2 separate regions of the Sus scrofa genome follow, and region 1 is linked to region 2. Evidence: chromatin contacts called from public HiChIP or PLAC-seq data. All regions are on one chromosome and are shown on one strand. The core of a region is the stretch at or near the end of the contact, and the rest is flanking DNA. Distances in the headings are between cores, read along the strand shown. Region 1 overlaps SEPT11 (septin-11). Region 2 overlaps SCARB2 (scavenger receptor class B member 2).

What was found. HiChIP or PLAC-seq counts read pairs in DNA pulled down with a chosen protein or histone mark.
Region 1: an H3K27ac HiChIP or PLAC-seq map of alveolar macrophages shows a contact between it and region 2. The contact joins two enhancer-like sites. A contact is called at or near these places in 2 of 2 datasets of contacts at active chromatin or transcription factors (alveolar macrophages and skeletal muscle).

What each region holds. Positions count from the first base shown.
Region 1 is chr8:72,614,326-72,617,122 of Sscrofa11.1, forward strand. The region is part of intron 2 of SEPT11 (septin-11); the gene reads left to right. Among named protein-coding and RNA genes, the nearest start is that of SEPT11, 72 kb to the left of the region's middle. Within about 2 kb of position 1,261, at least 14 of the 83 cell types and tissues checked have an H3K27ac peak or open chromatin away from gene starts, as enhancers often do. A contact at or near this core is called in alveolar macrophages and skeletal muscle, where this site is marked.
Region 2 is chr8:71,887,467-71,890,295 of Sscrofa11.1, forward strand. SCARB2 (scavenger receptor class B member 2) reads right to left here. Exons shown (of 12, transcript NM_001244155.1): 2 at 342-499. Among named protein-coding and RNA genes, the nearest start is that of SCARB2, 22 kb to the right of the region's middle. Within about 2 kb of position 1,510, at least 8 of the 83 cell types and tissues checked have an H3K27ac peak or open chromatin away from gene starts, as enhancers often do. A contact at or near this core is called in alveolar macrophages and skeletal muscle, where this site is marked.

The DNA.
Region 1 (2,797 bases), core at 11-2,510, 730 kb after region 2:
TGGGCCCCAAATTACATAGCTGGTGATAAATGGTACCAGGATTTGAATTGAGTCTTTTTTCTGACCTCAGAGCCATCCAAAGGCGATTGTTATACATTTTTTTTGGTTTTTTTTTTTGTTTGTTTTGTCTTGTTTTGTTTTTATGAATTTATTACATTTATAGTTGTACAATGATCATCAAATCCAATTTCATAGGATTTTCATTCCACAACCTCAGTGCATTCTCCCCACCCTCCGAACTGTCTCCTTTGGAAACCATAAGTTTTTCAAAGTGTGAGTCAGCATCTGTTCTGCAAAGAAGTTCATTCTGTCCTTTTTTCAGATTCCACATGTCGGTGAAAGCATTTGATGTTGGTGTCTCATGGTATGGGTGGCTTCACTTAGAATGGTAATTTCTAGGTCCATCCATGTTGCTAAAAATGCCAGTATTTGTTCCTTTTGATGGCTGAGTAATATTCCATTCTGTTTATGTACCACATCTTCTTGATCCACTCCTCTATACATTTTTTTAAAAATAAAATTTGTGAAGATTCTGAATGGTTGAGCCCTTGAGGTCGATGACTGTGGCTGTTGTGCTTCAGAATCACACACTGGTGGCAGTTCAGCTGCTCTCGAAGTTTCTGAAGGACTTGACACTGGAAACTTTAAAAAATCAAAGCCCCTCCCTTCTGGGGTCCTGCTTTGCTATGCAGGCTTTGCTACCTTCTGCCAAGGTGACAAGCGTGACTTTTTTCTTTCTCAGCCACACCTGCGGCACATGGAAGTTCCCGGGCCAGGGATTGAACTCGAGCCACAGCTATGGCAGTGCCGGATCCTTAACCCACCATGCCACAGCGGGAACTCCAGGAGTGACTTTTAAAGAAATCGTCTCATCCAGCTCTTTCCATCTTGCAGAGAAGGGAGCCAAGACCCAGGAGAGCCAGTGACCTGCTTAAGTCCCTCAGACTCAGAACTGGAGCCAAATCCTCTGACGTTTGCTTATAATACAAACCCAAGGACAGTGGAACCGAGGTGTTCTAGATAGGTAGTTTGCAGGCAGATTCTTCAGTGGCTGCCCGCTGCCCAGTCAGTAATTCCTTTCCAATCTCTGAGCTCTTGTTTGGGACCCTGGTCACTGACTGATTTATGGTGAAAAAAATCTTAACCGTTTTGGAGCTACAGATGGAATGAATCAAGTTTAACTTCGGCCCTCTGTACAGTTGGAGGTTTATGGTGAGTCAGCCTTTGTACAAAATGTGAGCGCTTGTAAAAGTCTTACATAACGCAGCTCGGGTTACTGTGGGTGCCGCTTGTGTGCACCTCCAGCCTGTGGCCTAGAGACTAACTAATGCCTGCAGACAACACAAGCTCTGCCACCACAAAGTGCTTCCTGCGACAGTATCCATTTAGGACATTTTTTTGCTAGTTATGTAGTTTATGTCCCAACAGAGCACTTCCCCATAGCCATTCCCGTGGGGTTTCATGGCAACTTCAGTCCACTTCTGTTGTCATTATTTTATGTTTAAAAAAATTTACTTATTCATTTAAAATCACACTAACTGTATTATATGTTAACACAAATAACAGTTTTAGGAAGCGCAACTTTTTCAAGCCAGTAAATGAGTGAGATGAGATACATTGTTTTACGTTTTTGTAATTCTTGTTCCTGTGGGACCTCATAGAGGATAGCTGGGTCTTTTTTTTTTTTTGCTTTTTTTTAGGGCTACTGCTGCAGCAACGTCAAATCCGAGTCATGTCTTAGACCTACACCACAGCTCACAGCAATGCCGAATCCTTAACCTACTGAGTGAGGCCAGGGATCGAACCTGCAACCTCATGGTTCCTAGTTGGATTCGTTTCTGCTGTACCACGACGGGAACTCCTGACAGCTGGGTCTTCAGAGCCGCTTTTTGTTTACTCCCATGCAGTATGTCATTGTGGTTGAAGTACATGAGAAGTTCCAGCCTCACAGATAATGGGGTTGGAAAAGGAGGAACTCGTATACCCCCAAAAGTTCCCTGGAAAGGCCCCAGGGAACCTCTGACCACACTTGAGAATGACTCCTTTCTTTCTTTTGTCTTTTTAGGGCCACACTCACAGCATATGGAGGTTCCCAGGCTAGGGGTCTAGTCGGAGCTCAGCTGCCGGCCTACACCACGGCCACATCAAAGCCAGATCCTAGCCGAGACTATGACATGCACCACAGCTCACAGCAATGTCGGATCCTTAAGCCCCTGAGTGAAGCCGGGGATCGAACCTATGTCCTCATGGATGCTAATCAGATTCGAGAACGACTCCTTTCAAGTAACTCTTCCAGCTCTGAATCCTCATTCATGCCCCTCTAGGGATGAGCACTGGGTGTCCTGATAGAGAAGGAGGGGGGCGCTTTTATTTTGAAGTTAAGACTCTTGGTGTGTGGTGTATAAGGGAACATTTAAAAATTAAAAAAAAAAAAAAAGAAAGAAAACAAGAAAATGATTCATTGCCAATTCAGGATAGCATTTGTCTCTGGTGGTGGCGGGAGGGAGAGCTGTGCCATCATTTGGGGGACACCGGGGCCTCAGCGCTCTTGCTGGTGTTGTGTTTCTTGAACTGGGTGTTGTATATGCATGTTCATCCTATTCTCTTTATATGATAAGGATGCTGTAGACACGTACATTTAAGGAGAGCTCTGGTTTCTAGCACTTGCGGAAACAGCGAATCTGTTCTTGGCCTCATCCAGCCGTTTCCGCTGCTTTGGCTTGGAGCTCTTGAGTCTCTCCCGTCTAAAAAAACACCTGTTTGGTTCCATGAGTTACGACTACATCCATCACAGTTA
Region 2 (2,829 bases), core at 260-2,759:
ACTGAGCAAGGCCAGCGATTGAACCTGCAATCTCATGGATTCGTTAACCACTGCGCCACGACGGGAACTCCCCACATTTTATATTATGTGGTTTCTTTTTTAATATTTCTCAACAGAACAGGCTGAGACTGGCCCAGTCAACAATGCCATTCTCTGTTAAGATTCACACACAAGTACCTAATAAATACCAGCAGCATTTCAGACAGACACCACCAGAACCTGTGCTCTGCATGCAGCTCCCAGAGGATGCTGGTGGCAAGAGACAGAGACTCAGGCTACTGGTGGGGGGGGGTGTCACTCCATTTTCTGGATGGTGTGGCAGGGAGGGGGTCAGGACTTACCTGTAGGTGTATGGCCCCACTTCTTCCACCCGAGGGATCTCCCCACTGAGGATCTCCTCTGGATTGGTGACATTGAAGAAATAGAACTGGATGTACACGGGCAGAGGGGGCTTCTTCCAGGAGTCAAAGGTCTCGGAACCATTCCTCAACACAATATTCTAGGAGGGAAGACCAAAGGGATATTTACCAAGTGTAAGGCAGTTGGCTTTGAACACCAGAACCAAGAGAGGGGCACCCTGCCCTTTGACCTCCTGGCTCACTCATTTCTCCCCCCAGGCATTCAGCTACAGTCCCTTGAGAGCAGGACCATGACTTATGCATTTTTTCAAGTTAAGATTGCCAAGGTATTCAAGCAAGATAAAAGCATAGACTGAGAGTAAACAAACCAGAATACGAATGGTGACGAACTCTCATTTGATGAGATTTTGTCTATTCCAATTTTTTTATAATGAATGAAAAAAATTAATGCTGAAAAAAATTTTAGAAAGAAAATCCAGAGTTCCCATTGTGGCTCAGTGGCTCTGATTCAACCCCTAGCCGGAAAACTTCCATATGCCACAGGTGCAGTCCTAAAAAAAAAAAAACACACACAAAGAAAGAAAGAAAGAAAAAAAAAATCCTAAGAGGAAAATGGGAGCTAGTGATAAAGACAATGTAAGGCTACTAGTGAAATAATAACTAGGTTGCTGTCACCTGTCACTTCTCTAGCAGTGAGGATTTGAGTGACATTAAAGAGAGGTACTGGTTTCAAAACATGACCGAAACCACATGCTACAATATCCTGTGACACAACACACAACAGGAAGCCAATTTTTAGTAATCCAGTCCTCCAACTGAATAGAAGCCAGGCTCTGAGGGAACGTAACGGTATGGCTCTATTAATCAATGGAAAATATCCCAAGAATCTCTGCAGGGAAAAGCAAAGGGACTCTCGAATGCACGAATGCAGAAAACCTGAGCTTGTCAAAGCAAAGATAGGCATCTGGAGGACTGGAAGTAAATTCACATGCCCGAGTTGGCCATATCACAGAACTGGGGATTCCTTGTGGTTTGGCAGCAGTTCCGAACATCTCATCATCAGATTTCTGGCTGAACAACACATTATTGAAATATTCTTGGTCTTTCCTATTAGCATGGATTTACTGAGTTGAGGTCAGATGGGTGAGATAGAAAAGCATGAAGACAAAGCACAGAAGCCCTTGCCTCCAAGCTCTGGATCCAGCTCAGACTCTCTCCCCAGTAAACCCCCTCCCCTGCCTCCACCCACCCCAATCCCCCTGTCACTACCCCCCCACCCCCCCATCACAGAGCAACCTAACTGGTCATTCTAGTCAGTTTTAAAGAGCCTCATGGTCTTTCATCTTCTAAACAGGCATCATAGCTCTCTGGGGAGGAGGAGGGGAGAGGCAGGCCCAGAGCGGACAGAAGAACTGGGAAGGTTGACCAGATGTAACGCAGAGGCCCCAGAAGGCATGGAAGAAGAGCATGTTCAAGGTCACCCAGCTGCTTCTGTCAGAGCTGGATCTGGAAACCGGCGCCCCTTTTCTCCACTCTCCCACCCCACCTCGGCATACAACATTTTAATAAAATGGGTGTCAATCTACTACACATTTTAGTTATGCATGTTATATGGGAGAGTTTCTCTAGCATCAAGTGTACATACAACACCTGGAAACAGCTCAGTAACATGAACGTAACCTAACTAAAACTAATAAGTTACCTATCAGAAGTCGAGAGTTCCCACTGTGGCTCAGCGGGTTACGAACCCAACTAGTATTCATAAAAACGTGGGTTCGAACCCTGGCCTTGCTCAGTGGGTTAATGATCCAGCGTTGCCATGAGCTGTGGTGTAGGTTGCAGATGTGGTTTGGATCCCTAGCCTGGGAACCTCCATATGCCGCAGGTGCGGCCCTAAAAAGCAAAAACAATTAAAAACAAACAAATGAACAAAAACAAACAAAAAAACTATCAGAAGTCTAACATGTAAATAATTATTTTTCTTCTAGAGGATGTTGGAGGCTCAGAGACACCTTTAAAGTCATCTGATTTCATTAAAATAAGAAGTTCTTTCTCTTGTTCAGAAATTTCCAGAAAGGGGCGGGGCAAAAACTTCCCCTCCTCCATGAATTCCTTGGGCATCTTTCCTCAGCTGGATGGATCACCCCTTCCTATGAACCCCATCATACATGGCATAGGGATTTCTTAGGGTAAAAAGTGTTCAGGACAGAAAATGTCTTCTAGGAACTGAAGTTAATAGGAATGAACATGAAGCAGGTGATATCAGCAACCAAAAGTGAGAAGAAAAGTGCAGCAACTCAATGCTGGAGCATTTTAGGTTAATGGTTGTCTCCTCAAAACAGAAGCTGCTTGGAGTTCCCATCGTGGCCAGTGGTTAACAAATCCAACTAGGAACCATGAGGTTGTGGGTTCGATCCCTGCCCTTGCTCAGTGGGTTAACGATCCGGCGTTGCCGTGAGCTGTGATGTAG